2 separate regions of the Rattus norvegicus genome follow, and region 2 is linked to region 1. A link is a contact called in public Hi-C data. All regions are on one chromosome and are shown on one strand. Each heading gives the region's core, a stretch centred on a gene start, on an enhancer-like site or on the middle of the called end of the contact. The rest is flanking DNA. Distances are from core to core; before and after follow the strand shown.

Region 1 (4,398 bases), core at 1,761-4,260:
CCCCAGTTCTATGAGTCCTAACCTGGCCTATGCAAGTACCAGCCACAAATGGTTCACGTGCATACATGCAGGGAAGCAAACAGTCATATACTTTAAAATAAAGAAATAAAAAGGTGGTAGAATACTTATCTACACAAGGCCCTGGCTTCCATACCCCATACTACAAAGGAAACAAAAATGCAGTAAGCCCAAGGATCCCATGTCAGATCCCATCCCAGCCCCTGCAGATGGGAATTGCTATGCATCTGTCTTTCCCCCAGGTGATCCGCTGCGTTTCCATGCTCACTACATTGCTCAGTGCTGGTCTGCTGAGGACCCCATCCCACTTCAGGACCTGGTCTCTGCAGGCCGCCTGGGAACCAGTGTCAGAAAGACTCTGCTTCTCTGCTCCCCTCAGCCTGATGGGAAGGTGGTTTATACTTCCCTGCAGTGGGCCAGCCTGCAGTGAGCTGGCGACTGAGGGGGATGTGGCTGTGCGTGGCAAGAACCCTCCTCGATGGTCACCCCAGCTCTTCTCCTCATGGAGGCTTGTGCTCTCCTACCCTGCCTGGTTCTGATTCCAGGATTTTGAACACTACATCCTTTCTGTTTGTTTTTGTTTTGTTTTGTTTTTTCCTGTTTTAAGGCAATTACTGCCTGTGTTGCTCTGTATTCTGTTTCCAAACTGAACTTGTTGAGAATGGAGACTGTTTTGTGTTTGGCTTCTCTGTTTCCTATGGGGCTTAGGTCCCAGCAGTTCTCAATAAATTTGTTGAATAAGTGTTTGTGTTTTGAGTCCTTACAACAATCCTTGAAATGTGGGGTTCTTATTTCTATATTCAGATGAGAAAAGGGAAATGACTTGACCAGGGTCACAAAACTAATAAATAAGTACTGGACCTGGGCCTTATACCTGGTCTTTGTGATTCAGAAATCTGCCTCTTTGCATTGCACTAAGGGTTGCCTTGAAGATCTTTTCATGTGACATTTATTGTAAGTATAACTGTGTATGTATGTGAGCATGCATGTGCCATGGAACTTATGTGAAGGACAACTTGAGACAGCCTGTTCTCTTTTTACCATGTCGGTCTCGGGTTACCAGGCTTGCCATCAGGAATCTTTAAGGGCTGAGCCATCTTACTGGTCTTTACTACAAACCATCTTAGAGGCATGATGTAAAGGTTATAATAAACTATTGCATGAGCTGGTTGTGGTGGTGTAAACCAGTCCAGAAAGAAATGTGGAAGAGGCAAAGGTGGGAAGATCATGAGTTTGAGGCCTGCCTGGGCTACATTTGTGGGGTTGTAGAGCCTCAGCAGTTGAGCTTTTCCAAAGGACCTGAGTTCAGTTCCCAACACCTAGAGGACAGCTCCTAAGTGCTTGCAACTCCATCTAAAGGGAATTTGGTGCCCTAATCTGTCCTCTAAGCACAACTGTACTTCAGTTGTATATACCCACACAGACATATGCATAATTTAAAAAAAGTCAACTTGGTGTGGTGGTTTATGCCTTTAATCCCAGTGTTCAGGTGTGAGAGGCAGGGAGATCTCTGAGATCAAGGCTAGGTCAAGTTCCAGGCCAGCAAGGCCTGTCTCAAATACATCAACAAATACGGGGTGGAGAGGTGGCTCAGTGGTTAAGAGTACTTGGTGTTCTTGCAGAGGACCCAAGTTTTGTTCACAGCACATACAAGGCTCATAACTCTAGTATTTGGGCATCCAACTCCTTATGTCCTTTGAAGGTCCTAGATACACACAGGGGGCATTTGTGTGGATATAGGTAAGAAAAGTACTTGCAAACATTAAAGAAATCATTTTTAAAAATTAAAAACCAGGACTGGAGAGATGGCTCAGTGGTTAAGAGAACTGACTGCTCTATCAGAGGTCCTGAGTTCAAATTCCAGCAACCACATGGTGGCTCACAACCATCTGTAATAGGGATCTGATGCTCTCTCCTGGTGTGTCTGAAGACAGGGAAAGTGTACTTATATGTAATAAATAAATAAATAAATACATCTTTAAAAGAAATTAAAAAGCAAATGTTTGACACAGAAAGTAAACTAGTCTGACTCCCTGTACCTACCAGACTGTCCTCCCAGACTAAATGAGCAAGATCCTTGCCTTCTGAGTATACAAATGCAAGTGTAAATTCTTACCAATCATACTGGCTAAAATAAAAATATCTGAGCTAGGCCTAGTGGTATAGGCCTGTCCTACTATTCAAAGACAGAGGCAAGGACATTATGTCTGAGTCTGAGGCCAGCCTGTAAAGTAGATTGTAATTCCAGCACTTGGGAGGTATAGGTAGAAGGATCAGGAATTTATGGTCGTTTGATGGGAAACCCTGCATTAAAAACAATAAATAAAATAGATTAGGAGAGACTTGCCTATAGGCCAAGGTGATGGAGGCATTTTCTTAAATGAGTTTCTCTTTCCACATATGTCTAGGTTTGTGTCAAGCTGTCAAAATGAACCAGCACAATATGCATATTTAAAATAAGCCCAACACGACTTATGTATTTATTTTATTTTTATAATATATTATGTTTTTTTAAATTATATTTAGTGGCTCACACCTAAAATCTTAGCACTTTTTTTTTTTTTTGGAGCTGGGAACCGAACCCACGCTCAACCACTGAGCCAAATCCCCAAATCCCAAATCTTAGCACTTTTAAAGGCAAGGGCATCGCCACGAGATTGAGGTGGTCGGGAACCTTGGCTGCTGCCCTGAATTCCCTGTAAGTTTATACTAAGAGTCTTTGTTAAAACAAAAAGTGACAACTGTGATTACTCAATCAATGCTTTCGCCCTAGAAGGGGCAGCCTCGTTAATTCTTGAAATAACCAAGATGTTACCATAGCTCTTCAATCGCCCAATCACTTCGCTGGTAAGTCCGCCCAGCAAAGTGCCGCTCTGGCCCACCTGCTCGTCTCTATTGCTTTTCCGCTTTTGATTGGCGCAGCCGCAAGCGGTGCGTGATGACATCACGACAGGCGACGTTGCTATAAGGGCGCGATCCGGCGGCCACGTTTCTCTTTGTCACGGGCCTGAGTTCGTAGGTGAGCGTCTTGGTTACTTCGAGTTCTCCTTTTTTTATGGGGTGGGGTTGTAATAGTGTAAGGTAGCGGAGCCATTCTAATTTTCACGAACAGGCTGAGGAAGAGGGGGTGGGAAGAAGGTGACTGGAAGTTATTAGAACTCGGATATGGAACAATCCCAGTTTCATATTTTCAAAGGAGGTTCTCCCGAGAGCCGAGGTGGTGCCGCCATGTCCTAGAGGGGGTTTGCTGCACATGCGCAACAAGGTTACATTGGTTTTTTTTGTTTTTTGTTTTTTTTTAAAAACGACTCTTTACTGCGCAGGCGCAGCGGGCCTAGCCTAGTCAACATGCCGGTCGCCAGAAGCTGGGTTTGTCGCAAAACCTATGTGACCCCACGGAGACCCTTCGAGAAATCGCGTCTCGACCAGGAGCTAAAGTTGATTGGTGAGTGGGTAGAATTTTGGATTGCGGATCGGGGAAGAGTTAGGTAGCCATGATGTCTCTCTCCCACGTGTTCGTTCTGGAGAATCCTATGGGATGTGAAAATCCTCTGGAGATCCACAGAGGATAGCGTTTTAGATTAGTTTTGTGTTCTCCAGTCCCCATGCAAATGTTACTAACTCATGGTTCTGGCCCTATGATTTCCTCCCAACCACGTGCAGGAGAGTATGGGCTCCGGAACAAACGTGAGGTGTGGAGGGTCAAATTTACCCTGGCGAAGATTCGTAAGGCTGCCCGGGAGCTGTTGACGCTGGACGAGAAGGATCCTCGGCGTCTGTTTGAAGGTGTGTATGAGCCCATTTTCTTTCCTTCCTTCCTTCCTTCCTTCCTTCCTTCCTTCCTTCCTTCCTTCCTTCCTTCCTTCCTTCCTTCCTTCCCGTATATTACTGCATTGTCTTCAAACACCAGAAGAGGGCCTCAGATCCCTTTACAGATGGTTGTGAGCCACCATCTGGTTGCTGGGATTTGAATCAGGACGTTTGGAAGAGCAGTCAGTGCTTTTAACCACTGGGAGGTGTGACACTGAACAAGTTTGGCTAATGGGGATTATTTGAGACAGGGTGTTGGTGGGTATGCAGGTTTGAGCCTCCTTGCGTGACTTAGAATTTTCGAACAGACTTTAATAGAGATTGATGTTTCAGAGTTACATGAGAATGGGAGCTTCAGGTATGAGAATTTTTTTCAGTTTTATTGAGCGGGAATGAAAGTCGGCCAAGGCAGCTTCCCAGGAATCATAGTGAAACCATCTAGCCATGGTTAGGAGGGGAAGTTCTAGAGTTTTGGAGTTGGCACTGATTTAATTCATCAGATCCAGCATTTCCCACGTAGTAGTGACTGCTAGGAAGGGTCTGTTTTTTAAATTGGTAATCTTTATTTAC
Region 2 (4,639 bases), core at 2,101-4,600, 360 kb before region 1:
CTTTTTCCTTTGTTAAACAACATCTACACAGCCAGTGGTGTAGGGGATGCCTTTAATCCCAGCACTCAGGAGGCAGAGGAAGGTGGATCTCTGAGTCTGAGGCCGCCTCAGATAACATAAAATCTTGCTCTTCTAGATAATCTGAGTTCAGATCCTAGCACACATACAATGGCTCACAACCATATGTCAACACGTAGGGTATCTGATTCCACCTTCTGGCCTCTAAGAGATGCTTGTGGTGCACATAAATTCACACATGCATGCACGCACGCACACACGCACGCACATACACTAGCATAAAAAAGTATTTTAGTTGAATTGTAAGACAGAAAAAGATTTGATGGTTAGTCCAGAAAATAAAACTTACAGAGTAGGTGTTAGTTGTGAGAACGAAAACCACCTCATAGTCTGTATCTCATTAACTCTTCAGTAACCACCTCTACTATGTCATATGATAGACCAGATAGCTGCTTGGTATCTCTTGGTCAGCCTTTCTCTGGATACTTCAGGGTTGGCTCAGTGAGCTCTTAAGCAAAGATGGCTATGGTCGACCATAGTGGATTCATCTCACCAATCTTAGCCAGCCACACGTCCACCTTGTTGATGGCAGCAACACTTGCTGAGGCCCTGAAAGCACAGCTTCCTAGGAAGACCAGTTAGTCAAATGCCCAGTCTGCTGAGGATTACATTGGACCTCTTCCATCGTGGGTTGGGCAGTAAGTTTTTCTTCCCTGGAATAAGTAACTCTCTACTTGTTATTTGCTTTCCTCCCCCTTTGCGCCCCTGCCAAAAGCAGCCTGTGTGCGCACAATGAATGGCCCTATTCACCATTCACCGTCGCGTTCAACCACATAATACTGCTTCTGATCAAGGAAGTCCGTTTACTTGGAAGCTGGTATGAGTTTGGAGAGGGGTTGCTCACGTCCTGCGAGCCCCTAGAAAACAAGCACAGCCTGTTGGACGGGGAGTCGTAGTGATGGGTTTGGGACATTTGGGTGGGGGTTCTGTCCTAAAAGGTGGGCTAAACACTGAACCAGTAGCACATACCCAATCACAGGTTACACAGACCTGGGAAGCCAAGGGTTACATTTCCCCAAAATTACACCCTGTGACTCACTCTTCAAATGTTTGCAAACTGGGCAGGGGAGAGAGCTCAGTGATACCGTGCTCACTCTAGCGTTTTTTTTGGTTTTTTTGTTTTTTTTGAGGTAGGGGGTTCAATCTTCAGTAACACACACTTACATACCCCAGGTGCTTGTGTCTTGTTCATGCTACCCTGGGCACTGAGACATTTTGCTTTTTGTTTGTTTTACATTTATGTTTGGGGGGCGGTGGTGGTGGTGGTGCGTGCCATTGCATGACACGACGAGCCTGTGTCAGTCAGAGGAAAACTTTTGGGAATCAGTTCTCTCCTCTACCACATGGGTCCTAGATGAGCAACACAAACCATCAGGCTTGGCTCGACCCACTGAGCCATCTCAGTACCTACACAGGAAATACCTCCGCCACAGGACAGAGCACTGTAAGTGGATAAAGGACTAGCCAACCAAACCTGATGACCTTCGATTCTCCGATCCCATTCACTAGGAGATAACTGACTCCCACAAGTTGTCCTCTGACTTCCACATTTGCACTGTCACACATAAAGTGTGTGTGTGTGTGTGTGTGTGTGTGTGTGTGTGTGTGTGTGTGTGTGTGTTTAAACTAACCCAAACCCTCCCTTTTGCAGGGCATAAAATGACAAAAAGGGTCTGTTTCCGTGCCTCTTCCCAGACATGCAAAGTGAGCACACAGCTCTTCGCCTACCCATCCCTACCTTGGTCCCCACCCCCACTTCTGCAAAGCACGAAGCAAGCGCCCAGGTCCCCTCTTCAGCTCCTCCCTCCTCTGTAGGACACGGAGCTGGCCGTAGTGAGCTCCTGGACCCTTTGGACCCCTCACTTCGCGAAGCTCCCGGTTTTCTCTCTAGAGCTAGGTCTATAAGCCTCTTCAATCTTCCTGGAAGGTGACCAGAAGCAGCCGTGGGGAAGAGACAAGCTGCCGCAGCCGCAGCCATCAGCAGCCACCGCCACTAGGCCCCGCCCAGGAGCAGCAGATCAGGGCCGCGCCCGAGACCGCTGCCGAGCGGGGTGAGTGAGTGCAGCCAGGAGGGAGGGAACCTGCTGTCCCGGGTCTCCGCCCTGCCCAGGGGGCCCGCATTGGGACCCTTAGGTCTCTCCTAAAGTCCCCTCCAGCACGGCGACCTTCAGCTTCTTTTCCCTTTTGGTTCAGTCGAGTCCTTTCAGGCCCTCAAATCCGACCATTTTTTTTAAAGCCCAACCCTGCATTTCTTTCCCTCTTTTGCACCTCTCTTTCCGGTACAACGGGGTCCACCAAATCCTTCCCATATTGCCATATGGGATTTTAGAATCCAGAGCTCCCAACCCTAGCCCGGTCTTCCTCATAAAGATTCTGAGTCCCTTTGTCCTGAAGGCAGGAATTCAGGCCCAAAATAGCGCGCCCTTCCAGACCTAGGCGGTTCGGAAAACCAACCAACCAACCACAAATGTTTTGAAAACTGTCTGAACGCTCAGAAATCTGGGACCCTCCCCCCAAATTTCCAGGAATTTAGACACTATCCATCATCCTTTCGCTCTTCCTGCCTGTGATCTGTTGAGACGTGGCCCAGCAGTCCTCTGACCACGATTACAGTGTAATTGGAGCTATGGCCCACTCTCCTCTGGGTAGACCCCTAAACACGGGAATCTAGTCTTTGTTCTTTGGGGGTTGGGCCTCACCTGTCAAGGTAGCTTGCTCACTTAAGGCCTGGCACCCTAAATTCCTAAATTCTCTTCAGGTAGACAAGACCCTAGCCCACAGACTCTGTTAAACAGAGGTCTAGCCCCCAAACTGCTGGGACCTGGATGTGTAAGATTTCCCTTTTCTGGTTAGAGTGGGGGAACTGATAGGCAAGGCTGTGGGGGCCGAGAGAGGGAGAATTGAATGAGGTGAAACTAGGCATGGGGCTTAGTGGGGGGGACTCTAAAACAAACCATAAACACATACGTTTCTTTGGCAACGGCATTCTCCAGCCTACTCTAGAGATTTCTTTGCAGAGCTATGTCAGGGAGGATAGCCCCCGGGAGCCCCCACGCCTCCAGCTGCTGTGTCTTCCTGTTTTGTCTCCACGGCAACGGTGACCTCAGCCCTGAATCCCCTCACTGGTCGGGCTGGAGTTCCAGGACACTTCTGGGGGGCGTGGTGTGACATTAGCCCCGCCTTCGGGCCGGGCCAGGGATAGACTGAATGAAGGGAAAGTCCCTTTTCACCGCCCTAGCCAGGCCCAAACCCCGCCCTCAACTCCTCCCTCGCGCGCTCCTCAGCTGGCCAACTCCACCCAGCTTTAAGACCCTTTTAGTCTGCAGCTGTCGTCCTTGTTTGTGCTGCAGACGCCACTGACTGGAGAGGTGAGGCTGCAGGGACCCCCGAAGGGAAGGAATAGTGGTTCAGGATCCTCGGGTCTAGAAAGAGGAGTGGGCACGGATTCAGGTGTCTGGGTCCCTAGAAACACTGCAGTTGGGCCAGGACTCAAGTTATAGCTGAAAGGCTGAACATCTGAGGTCATACATGGAAAAGAGAAGGGGCTGGGGAGTGGGCACGTGGGTCTGAGGAAGGACGATGATACTTGGACCCCTGAGGCTGAGAGAGGTAAGATGGGATCTAGACTCCTAGGTCTCACCTAAAAGACTTGGGATCTGGATTTAAGATGGGTCTTAGGGGAGGAGGGCTGGAGTCAGACCTTAATCTGGAGGAAGTCGGGGTTCTGAATTTGTTCTGAGGGAGAAGGTACTGGGGTCTGAATTTGGGCAGAAGAAGGGAGGGGCTGGAATCTCGACTTTTAGTTTGAGGACTTGGAAAAATGGAGTATAGATATCTGAATCCGAGAAGATGGAGCTCCTGGATGCTTGTACCTGGTGGGGAAAAGATCTTGTTCTGAACCTCCTTCCAGAGGGTCTGAGAGAGAGAGAGAGAGAGAGAGAGAGAGAGAGAGAGAGAGAGAGAGAGAGTGAGTAGGGGTAGCTTTGAGGGTTTAAGGCTGAGCCCACCACTGGTGTGAGGAGTGGCCCGGAGTCTGATCAGGGCTGTGCCCAGCATGTGCCCAGCCTGTGGAGTGATGGATGACCTCAGGAGTGTGGCATGGGAGAGGGTAGCAGGGGTGCTGGGTGTGGCCCCGAGAGTGGAACTAGATCTAGGAGGAAGCTCTAGGGGCGTTTCCTCACTCTGCTTATGTCTTGAGCTGAGCATTCCTGAGCTATGACTTCAAACGGTGCTGAAAGCCCTCTGGACCACTAGTTCCGTTATCTCTCCTAGGGTTTTTCTTTCTAGTACCTCTTCTTTTCTAACTTTTCTCCTGGGCAGAAGGATTTATGCTCTTCCCTCTTCTGGTATCTGTGGTGGGACAGTAACCCACCTTTTTTTTTTTTTTTTTTAAGACAGGCTCTATGTATAGCCCTTGTAGTCCTGGAACTCGCTATGTAGACCTGGCTGGCCCTGACCTCATAGAGATCCGCCTGCTTCTTCCTCCTAAATGCAGGGATTAAAGGCAATCTGTTGCCCACTTACTGTAGTGCAGGCGTCAGGTTAGGCCTAGCTTCCCAAA

Evidence for each region. Hi-C and Micro-C count contacts between places; a contact is called where the count stands out from the background.
Region 2: a contact with region 1 is called in a Hi-C map of the A7r5 cell line, with 4 times the contacts expected there. The contact joins the promoter of Myadm here to the promoter of Rps9 in region 1. A contact is called at or near these places in 2 of 12 Hi-C or Micro-C datasets (the A7r5 cell line and frontal cortex) and 1 of 1 datasets of contacts at active chromatin or transcription factors (oligodendrocytes).

Annotation. Positions count from the first base shown.
Region 1 is chr1:74,429,049-74,433,446 of GRCr8, reverse strand. Rps9 (ribosomal protein S9) reads left to right here and starts at 3,010. Exons shown (of 5, transcript NM_001313935.2): 1 at 3,010-3,037; 2 at 3,342-3,463; 3 at 3,682-3,804. The coding sequence starts at 3,367. Tsen34 (tRNA splicing endonuclease subunit 34) reads left to right here. Exons shown (of 5, transcript NM_001006968.2): 5 at 261-760. The coding sequence ends at 448. It also overlaps a transcript of Pirb not described here.
Region 2 is chr1:74,786,674-74,791,312 of GRCr8, reverse strand. It overlaps Myadm (myeloid-associated differentiation marker), which reads left to right and starts at 3,350. Exons shown (of 3, transcript NM_183332.1): 1 at 3,350-3,446.